Regions from separate parts of the Zea mays genome. Here region 1 is linked to region 2. Evidence: chromatin contacts called from public Hi-C data. All regions are on one chromosome and are shown on one strand. Each heading gives the region's core, a stretch centred on a gene start, on an enhancer-like site or on the middle of the called end of the contact. The rest is flanking DNA. Distances are from core to core; before and after follow the strand shown. Region 1 holds the start of LOC100383424 (TIM-barrel signal transduction protein). Region 2 holds the start of LOC103628194.

The links. Hi-C and Micro-C count contacts between places; a contact is called where the count stands out from the background.
Region 1: a Hi-C map of ear shows a contact between it and region 2, with 4 times the contacts expected there. The contact joins the promoter of LOC100383424 here to the promoter of LOC103628194 in region 2. A contact is called at or near these places in 13 of 25 Hi-C or Micro-C datasets (bundle sheath, ear, endosperm and 6 more).

Annotation. Positions count from the first base shown.
Region 1 is chr5:51,713,293-51,718,870 of Zm-B73-REFERENCE-NAM-5.0, reverse strand. It overlaps LOC100383424 (TIM-barrel signal transduction protein), which reads left to right and starts at 4,292. Exons shown (of 9, transcript NM_001176076.1): 1 at 4,292-4,697; 2 at 5,303-5,578. The coding sequence starts at 4,593.
Region 2 is chr5:51,570,826-51,576,036 of Zm-B73-REFERENCE-NAM-5.0, reverse strand. LOC103628194 reads left to right here and starts at 3,609. Exons shown (of 6, transcript XM_020538379.2): 1 at 3,609-4,098; 2 at 4,408-4,540; 3 at 4,777-4,880. The coding sequence starts at 4,058.

The DNA of each region.
Region 1 (5,578 bases), core at 3,043-5,542, 140 kb before region 2:
GAGGTACTGTATTTATCAAACTAGAGAAACCTAACGGATGGCTATGACTTTTGGGGAATCTTTGTAAAGGCAACATAGTGAGACCTGCTAAGTCACCTTGGTAGTGATCAATGGGGAGGCTAGAATCCCGGGCAGAATGAGAATCATGACTTGTGGGTAATGTGTGCGACCTCTGCATAGTGTTAGAAAACTGATATATCAGTCGTACTCACGGTTAAGAGCAGCCTTGTGATCCTCTTTGATTAGAAGAACTTTGGTTACTTTTATGATGATGGTATAATTATGATCTCTGGTATTTCCTCTTGGAGGGAGTGCTTTTGGGTAATAAATGATTTATTACTAAAACTTGGCTCTACTTATAGTAATAAATACTTGATCAACTAAAAGCAACTGCTTAACCTTAACTCCATATACAGCTAGTCCACTTTAGCCAAACGGGACATTTGCTGAGTACGTTGATATGTACTCACCCTTGCTTTACAAACCACCCACCCCAGATTGTCCCCACTCCTCAGTGCTCAGGAGGAGATGCTGGCAACATGGAGGACTTTGAGGAGTTTCAGGACTACGATGAGTTCTAGTTTATTTTAGTGGCAAACCCCCAGTCAGTTGTCTGTGAAGGCCTTATCTTCTACGTTTCGTATTTCCACGCTTTGATGTTAATGACTATGTTATAAACGCAGTGGATGTCTTGGACATCTTGTTGTAATAAAGTACTTTTCCACTATTTATTTTGAGCATTGTGTGATGATGTCCAATTATGTAATCGCTGTGTAGGTGAGTTTTTTATCCTAGCACGTACATGGTTCGCATTCGGTTTACCTTCCAAAACCGGGTGTGACAGACTACGAAGGTACTTTACATAACATAGCTTAGAGGTAGTGATTTAACCAACTCTATAAAAATAAATTAATTATTTCTACCATAAACATGTGTCTACTTTTAGTTTTATCTTTTCATTTTAAAAGGAAAATGTCATCATATTAATCGGAGGTTAAATAATTTTATTAATAAATTAAACCACTGATTGGACTACACTATTTGAATTATCATGAACACGGGTACTACTTATATTATCTCAATGTTAATAAAGCTTCTATTATTTATTTAGTGGATCTAAATTAAGTATATGAACTTATGAGTACAAACTTGTCGACTAATTCTAGAATTCATTATAAACAAAGTTAATTATTAAATTACTCACCTAATGTTTTCATCACTAACACGTGGTCTACCAAATCATGTCATTTTTCTAAACACAAATTCCAAAATAACTATAAACCATTAACATACATCGTACGATAGATAATAATATACTAGTTCATCGCATACACTTAAAATCAATTGTTTACATACACATGATTTCCAAATCACAATATCCACAAATTCAAACAAATAATTACAAAAATCTTGAACTAATTCAAACATGATTTTGAAAATTGAATAAAAATTTGTGCTCTCTTCAACTTGCTCTCGGACTGTGTGCAGGTACGACTCGAAGAATGGAGGGTCGTCTTCGGCGAGCAGGGCGGTCGGCCGCGAGGTCACGGGCGCGGCCGGGGCTAGGACACGGTGCGGCTGAGGACAGGGACACGGCGCGGCGCGGCCAGGCTCGGCGGCTCCGGCGGCGACGTGGGAGAGTGAGAAGTGAGGAAGGGAGAGTGAGAGGGAGGGAGCTCGGTGAATGGAAGGGAGCTCCGGCAGGAGCCGACTTTTTATAGAGGGAGGAGAGGGAGAGCCGGGGAGAGAGAGGGTCGGCGGGGAGAGGGAGAAAGAGGCTGGCGGCCATTGATGGCGGTCGTTTCTCTATCAATGGAGAATGAGTGGGGGAGAGGAAGAGGGAGGCGTGTGGCGGCTGTTTCGGGTCCGGGCGTGGGCGGCTTGGCCGGGGAGGCGAGGAGGCTCAGCCGGGGTCGAACGCGGCCAGGGCGGTGCGGCGCACGCGCGGCTAGAGGAAGGGGAAGGGACTGGGGTGGGCCCCGCCTGTAAGTGGGAGAGAGAGGAAGGGGAGTGCGGCTGGGCCGGTTAAGCCTATATGAGCCGAATTCGAGCAGTTCGACTAGGGTTTCATAAATATGTTTTTTATCTCCCATAAAAATATAAATAAATATATTTTTAAATATATCAAAAATTGAAATAATTATAATAAAATCATTTATAGTTAAAATATTTATTTTTGGACCAAAGTTCCTATTTTAATTAAATGGGTTTCACATAAAAGGGATTTTATAAAATCATCAATCAATTATGAGCAAACAAAAATCATTCTTCAAAGAGAAATGAGATCAAACACTTGATTTAAATTTTTACTTTACTCACTATTAGGTTTTAAATAACTATTAATGTATTATTTTAAAATAATGGATTTGAGGTGTTACATATATTGGATTTCACCCCGGCGAATCAAAGTAGTAAGATCGTTTTGGATCCCCGCTGAGCCAAAAGTCGTTGCGGCTGGTGCTGAGTCGCCATGTCCACCTCAACAAATCGCCGCTCAACTGACATTCCTATAGTCCTACCGCCTACGTACAACTATCTTGACTAAGGAGCTGTTTGGTATTACGCCTAAACTACCACCTCCCGCCAGACTTTTGCTGCCGCAGGTGTGGCGGCCGATTCGGCCGCCGCGGCCTAGGCGCGGCGTGGCGTCGGGCGTAAGACACCAAACTGGCCCTAAGAGTTCTCAACTACTTCCACCGGCCACTATGCTGCCACCTCCTCCGCCCACCGCTAGCGTCTTCGGCTCCAGCCACCTCCTCCGCCTGCCTACGTCCACCACAGTCCCCTAGACGTCTTTGGATCCGGCTACCTTGTCCGTCCAGCGCGTTTGTTGGACATGTCTGGCACCTGTCAGGCCCTGCCCGATGCTAGGGTTTGGGCGATGACGTCCACCGTCTGACGCCCGGAGAGATCTCACCCGCTTTGTTCCATCAAGTTGCGAAGTAATGGAGGTGCTCTGCATAGGAACAACAAATAACAAGTTTGAGGAGTTGTTTTTCCTCGCGGCGCAACTCCACTCCAACAGACCACGACAACTGACATGTAGACCACAACAATCCGTTAGGACATAATAGAATTCTGACCAAAGATTGGATCCTTAAAAGACATATTTTAAAAGTTTATGGAACTGGTTGACACAGCCAAACAAGTTTAAAGTTTGAAATTGAATTTTACTCTATATTAAACTTTTCTAACTTTAATTATATGTATAGAAAAGCAAACAAATATTTATAATATTAAGCCACTAGATATAATATAAAATATATTAATAGTGTTTTAGTTTGATAACGTAAATTTAATGTACTTTTCAATAATAATTTTGGTCAAAGCTAAATGAGTCCGATTTAACGTTTAGAGTGACCTAGGGCGTGTGCAACCCTAAGACTCTAGTCGATTTTTCAAGTACAAAAGACAAATAAGATTTTATTTGGATACACTCCGGTTTCTTTAAAATTGGTTCTTAGACTTATTTTCTAGAAACTAGCTTTTAGAAGAAAAAATGAATAACGTGTTTTGATCTAGTAGTTTTTTAAAATTGGTCTCTATACCCTTTCTTTGTTTAAAGATTTCTGGGTCAGTTCCCGCGCATTTTACTTTGCTCGCGACCGTACAAGATTTTATTATATTATTAGTAATACGGAGTATTAGCTAGCGACTCATGATGCACCTGGAACATGAAGGGATCACGACGCAAGGTGGGTACGGCACCCCACACCGGCGTTCGTGATTTTCCTTCCCAGAAATTGCAGCGGCGAATCATAGTGGAGAAGAAGACACACACACGACTCACGATTTCCTTTCGAGAAGGAGTATTTTCTTTCTCATAAAGGTAGCACATAATTAACCATTCAAAATTTGGTTTTATCTGAGGTGATCAGATTCTTGGTTTCTAAGAAACCAGGAAACTAGTTTTAAAAACTGAATAAAATTTTGGTCTCTTTGGAAACCAATTTCTAACAAACCTGATGGATTCAAACGGGATTTAATAGGTTGTATGATATAACTTTGATCTTTTAGATAATAAATACAGTTAAAATATAATATGTATTGAGAGTCATGCAAAAGCAAATTTTTTCAGAAAAGCCTGTGTCTTGTTTTTAATTAATTTTCGTAAAAATATTAAATGAGGTTTATATGCCGTTATATGAAACGGAGGGAGCTCGTAATCAAAATAGGATCGTTTTGGATCCCCATAGAGCCAAAAGTCAATGAAGTCGTTGCGACTGGTGCTGAGTGGTCGTGTCCACCTCACCGAATCACCGCTCAACCGTCATTCCTACAGGCTACAGTCCTACGTACAGCCATCTGGACCAGAGTTCTCAACTACTGCCGCCGGCCACCTCCTCCGCCCGCCGCCAGCGTCTCCGGCTCCGATCACCTCCCCCGCCCGCTTACGGCCATCTCCCCGCCCACCTACGGCCACCGCCGCCCGCGAAGGCGTCTCCGGATCCGGCCACCTCCTCCGCCCAGCGTGTTTACCGGACACGTCTGCCACCCGTCAGGCCCTGCCCGACGCTAGGGTTGGGCGACGGCGTCCACCGGCTGACGCCCGGGGAGATCTCGCCCGCTCTGCTCCATCCAGGTGCGAAGTAATGGAGGTGCTCTGCATCGGAACAGCGGATACCAAGTTTGAGGAGCTGCTTTTCCTCGCGGCGCAACTCCGCTCCGCCCTCGCCGCCTCTGGCTCCGACTCGAAGGTATACCCATTCGCAGTCTTCGCATCGTCTTGTCGTTCCCTCGTCCTCCAGTAGGACCTGTGGAGTAGTCGAGAGTTACAACTGCTCTGGGGGCAGTGTTGCTCCTAGTCCTATGCTTGATGCCAGAATTGGTTCGCAAATCTTCATTATTTGACCTCATTTATCTCTGGAATAATGTTTTCTTATTCTCGGAGGCCGTAGTAGGAAATTAAATGGAATGGTATCCGTTGTTTTGAGTACCTCCTACATCGTGTATCCAATTAGCTGTGATGCAGGAATGGAACTTGGTCGAATAGTAAGGTTGCAACTTGCAGTGCAGGAACTCAAATTTACGTGCTCTTCCACATATGATTCTAATTGGCAAGGTATAGTTCTTAGGCAGTAAGATCAAGGGCTAAAGATAGGTTTATGAGTTTTAGTGTAACAAGGCGATCTGTCTCCCATCAATAGGGCTAATTTAGCTATCTCCCATCAAGAGATGCAATATTGTTGGCACCTTTGCCATTTATTTTTCAGCTATAGGCTTACAGCTGCAGTATTCCAGGTCAGGAATTATCTAATGAAATTCAGCTAACATGTGTTGGGAATTTGGGATGGTTTTGCAGGTTCAAGTGAGCATAGTGGATGTCTCCACAACTGAAAAGACAACGGCAAATGATTTCAAAGACATCATATTTATCCCTAGAAATACAATTCTTTCATGTCATTTGGGTGTTGACCAACATAATCTTCCAGATAACAGAGGTGAAGCAATTGCACTCATGTCAAAGGCTCTTCAGAGCTTCCTTAAAAAAAGATATGACAGTGGTATGCTGGTGGGTGCTGTTGGTTTAGGAGGCAGTGGAGGAACTGCACTAATTGCTCCTGCTCTGAGGTTGTTG
Region 2 (5,211 bases), core at 2,360-4,859:
CAGCTTTGTGCTGATGGGGGTTACCAGCTAAGATTAGGAGTCTTGGGGGTACCCCTAATTATGGTCCCCGACAGCTGGGACGACGGTCGTTGCTGACATTGTGTGAGTGTCCTCGAACAAGATGTATGTAGAGGAGTAGCACATCCGGTGGTGCAACGGCTAGGTGTATTACCTCGCTGATGAGCCCGGGGTGCACTTCGTTTGGCAGCCCAACAAAGAGTCATCGGTACTCGCCATGTCGTGCGCGTTCGACAACTACTATATCAAGGAATATGGCGTCATCTTGGCGCCAGAGGTGACGCAGAGGAGGACCGACAGCAATGATCACTCGTCATCGTTGGGGTAGCTTTTGTGCCGGCCTGCCTTTAATTCTCTTCACAAACACATACACTTGCTTTTTTTGTTTAAGAAAGCGTGTATGGTGGTGCCTACTTGATGACTAATAATGTACGAGGGAACTTCTACCGGCAGGTGTGACACGTGCTTTTCAATGATGAGACCATGCAAATCGTGGCATATATCGAAGTCTGCAAATAGTATGTTTTTGTTGCATTTGGCCGTCGATTTGGGCTCACCAATTTCCTACTTATTAAGACGGTAAGGGGTAGGCTGCCATTCCGTGTTCTGCCATTCCCATTCCCCCTCCCCGCAAAGCCCATTCCCAGTGTTGTGCCGGTGTTCTGTCATTCCCATTCCCCCCTCCCCGCAAAGCTCATTCCCATTTCCGGTTGTCACTGTCTTTCTCATTCCCCCTCCCCGCTCCCGCAAATCCCATTCCCATTCCCACGTGCATCCCACGCCTAGCTAAAATTAAATTAAAAAACACAAATGTGGCCTCAATGGGATTCGAACCTACGACCTCTCAAGCAAATGTGCTTGTAGCTACCACTACACCACATGTGTGTTTATGTCAATATCTGTTACAGTAAAAATATCTACTACATCTCTCCCAAAGCCTACCTGCTACTTTTGCACAATGTGTAGTAGTAGATAACTATCAACGAGATTCCTGAATTATATTTTTGGATGGAGGGAGTAGTATTTAAAGAAGAGCCTTGCAGGCAATTTCTTTTTGTTTGAATAATGTTTTCAACTTAAATTCTTTTTTATATGCGTGACATTTATTCTCCGTAATATTTTTCCATGGATTTGACTTGTGAGTCATTTTCATAAACCAACGCTAAAGATGAATCCATGTTTCTTACTTGGAAACCCCGAACAAACACCACTGGCAGGAGGCGCTCGCGTTGGCATCGCTCATCGACGACGAGAAGAAGCTTGGCGACTGCCACTTCGACCTCTGGAAGCAGTACAACGTGGCCACATGCGTCGCTGTGTTCGGCAAGCTCCGCCGCAGCCGCCGCTTGGACGCGGTCCAGAGCGGTTGCACCACGTTGTCCATCTCAAACAGGGGGACCTCATGGTCGTCACCAATGCTGGCGACTCTTGGGTTGTTCTGGGCACCGCATCCGACAACGGTGCCGTCACACCGTCCAGCTCATCATCACCTGAAGCTCAACCTGCCACGTAAGTCACTACTGACCGGCCATGAATTCTTGTGCACTGGGACGACGGCCGTTGCTGACATTGTGTGAGTGTCCTCGAACAAGATGTATGTAGAGGAGTAGCACATCCGGTGGTGCAACGGCTAGGTGTATTACCTCGCTGATGAGCCCGGGGTGCACTTCGTTTGGCAGCCCAACAAAGAGTCATCGGTACTCGCCATGTCGTGCGCGTACGACGACTACTATATCAAGGAATATGGCGTCATCTTGGCGCTAGAGGTGACGCAGAGGAGGACCGACAGCAATGACCACTCGTCATCGTTGGGGTAGCTTTTGTGCCGGCCTGCCTTTAATTCTCTTCGCAAACACATACACTTGGTTGTTTTGTTAAGCAAGCGTGTATGGTGGTGCCTACCTGATGACTGATAATGTACGAGAGAACTTCTACCGGCAGGTGTGACACGTGCTCTTCAATGATGAGATCATGCAAATCGTGGCATATATCGAAGTCTGCATGATACTGATGGTTGTAATGTAGTAGTGAAACAGCTAAATTAAAATAACAAATTTTATGTATGGCTAGGATTACAAATTTATTATAAAACATTTTCTTATAACAATATAAGACACATTTTGTATATAAGTTATTATATTATTATATGTCCCTGTTGCAACGCACGGGTACTCACCTAGTTGCGGTTGAAGGTTGTTAGGGCTGGATTAGCCGAAAACAAACACAATTCTGGCCTCAGCATGACCCAGCCCGACCAGGCGTGGCTGGTCCTACCTTGCCTTGGTCCGGTTCTTAGAGTTGCTCTTATAGATTACAAGGTGTCAGTTTAATTAGTGGAATTTGTCAACGATCGTGAACAAGCAAACATCTGGCCTCTGTGGTCTGTGAACTTTTTATACTCCGCATGTATTCCGTTGAAGGTCCAGAATGGCAAAGAAAGTGTAGATAATTTTAAATAAATAGTTCTGTATACGACTGTACAAACTAGCAAATGCAATGTGTCCATGCATACATTCCAAATGGCATTCTTGGGGATTCCACTTCGCCGGCACAAGCATCTGGTTTCTGAATTAATCATCTGCCATTGTTAATCCGGTTCTGTCGGTAATACTAATACCCGGCAACGTCTCGTATGTTCAGAGACTTGGGAAGAGAACCGATCAGTCTTCGCCACGCCCCCATCATGACAGACATGACCTGACTTGTGCAAACATAAAGGTTTGTCCCAAGTCAAAGTTTTGAAACTTTGATCAATAATATCTATAAAAGTAATTATTTTTAAATTAAAGAAATTATATACTATGCTAGATGTTTTAATAATAAATATAATAGTTTATTTTTATTTAGTCAATGTTTATAAATATTTTGTTATTAATGGTCAAAGTAAATTTTGATCTAAAACAAACCTTTGTGGCCTTGAGATAAGGAACGGTGGGGAGTATAACAAAGAAAAATAAGGTTTGGCTGGTGACAGTTTAGAAGATTAGCTCAGCCCATCATGTATTCATGTGCATGTCCATGCCCAAACCAAAGCGACCAACTGATTTGCTGCTGAATCTGATGCCACAAATCATAAATGTCTCTGGATGGATCAGGTAGCCAAACGTTGTTCCCGCCTACTGTTCTTATGGAATGGAAGCTTTTTTTTTCCTCCGGCTCTGCACTGCACGTCTGCACGCCCCTTGCCTGTCCAACGGGAGAAAAAAAGGCGGGCATGATGAGGGTGAGGCCAGTGGCCACTGAGAAGGGGCACGTGAAAACCATTTGTGGTAATCACTTCTGTCATCCCATGCGGGACGTCAAAATCATTGCTGTTCCCTGTGGTAATCACTTTCGTTATACATTATCCGCTTGAAACAGAGATTCTACGAAGCAGCAGCGTGTGTGTTGAACCAAACAGCACCACGGTGTCTACTAATAGGACACGCGTGTGTTTGTCTTTAATAATGCGATACTATAAATTGGAAAATGAAAAAATATAGTTATATTTAAATAAATATCTATTTAATCAATGTCTATTTATACGATATACACACACAAAAAATGGTAGCAATTTAAAAAGCCAGCTGGTGCTCCGTGCTCGCAAGGATTCCGCAACGGGCCACTGCTAGGATTTAGGGAAGGGCAGATACGAATTTCGAGAGGCGGTTGCTTTGTTCCGCTTCTGCCGTCGCCGTCCCGATTCCCGTTCGTCGACCTCCAATCGGACGGACGGCAACTGCCCGAACCCCTCTCGCCTCCACCTGGCCTCGCGTCGCCGCGCCGCCGCGACGACCAGCTCGCTCGCACGTCCGTTCTGTTTCTTTCCTCCTGGCAGAGTAGAGTCTGCCCACCACCATCTCCATTCTCCACTACGTGGTCCGTGCCTCCCCCAACCGCCCACTCCCCTCCTTCCCCTCCTCGTCCTTCCCGCTCCTCATGCCCTGGCGACGCCATTGGTAGCTTCGCTTCGTCTGTTGGTCGGAGCGCAGGGGAAGCGAGAGGGGGGAGGGCGAGGGCGCTAGGAGGGGAGGGAGGAGTCCGACGGAGCAGTGGCAAGATGTTCGACAGCTTGCTCAACTCCAAGTTCTACAACAAATGGTACCCAAAGATTGCCTCCTCTTCCTCAGGTTTCTTGGTGCTCCGCTCGCTCTGTTCACGGTCCCAGTTGGATTCGTTCCTTCTCGCGCCTGCTGTTCCTCGGCTCTTGGGTAGTTTCTTCGCTGGGTTTGGATTCCTTTTTCTTTTCGCTGTCAGTTCTTCTCTCTTGTTTCTTTCTCTGGGACGATGGGATGGTATGCTGAATGCGGTTTTCCCTTCCCCACGTCCGCGACGATTTGTTTAACCTGAACGGGAAAAGCGGCTTGGGCTAACTAATCTTTTGTTTTGTCTGTTCCACGACGGATGCAGTAAGCACGCCTTCAAATGCATCCGGACGCGGATGGCTCTGATAAGGCGGAAGAAGCACGCCATGATCCGGTTCCTGAAGAAGGACGTCGCCGACCTCCTCGCCAATGGCCTCGACACCCACGCCTTCCGAAGGGTATGTTTCTCCACCCGGGCTCTCTGTTGTTCAACGTTGCGTATGCATAGCACTAGAGTCGCGAATGTTTATTGTTCTGGGCACAAAGCGAGTAGGAGAGTCTTTGTCTAGGGGTTTAATTCATGGATGCTGCTATATTTTACAATCGCCTTTGCACCTTTTTGGCTCAAGATCTTTGCTGGTTGCTGATCTTCGGGTGTTCTGTTTCCTGGCATTAATTGCAATTTGGAATGCAGATAGATGGCCTCTTAGTTGAGCTGAACCATGCTTCTTGCTATGATATGATCGAAGGATTCTGTCATTACATTGGGAAGCAACTGGGAAGCCTTCAGAAGCAGAGGTAAATAAATCCAATCGGCTCAACTAAAATTCGGTTTTGTTTCCTCGCTTCTGTTTTCGACGACGGTAGCACTATGAAATTAATCCACAAAACACATTGTTAATGGGCATGAGTGTTGGTTACATAGTTATGAGCCTTATGGCATATCACCCCATGTCCGCCGGGGCCGACGGCTGCGATGCATTTTGTCAAGTAATCAAGACAGTAGTTCAATAGTGCTAGCATTCATAATGGTTCTGCTTGTATGTTTGGTGTTAGTAAAAATACTCTCATAGTTCAGTTAGTGAATTCCAAGCTTCCAACTACCCTTTAGTAGTGTGCGAAGAGTGCA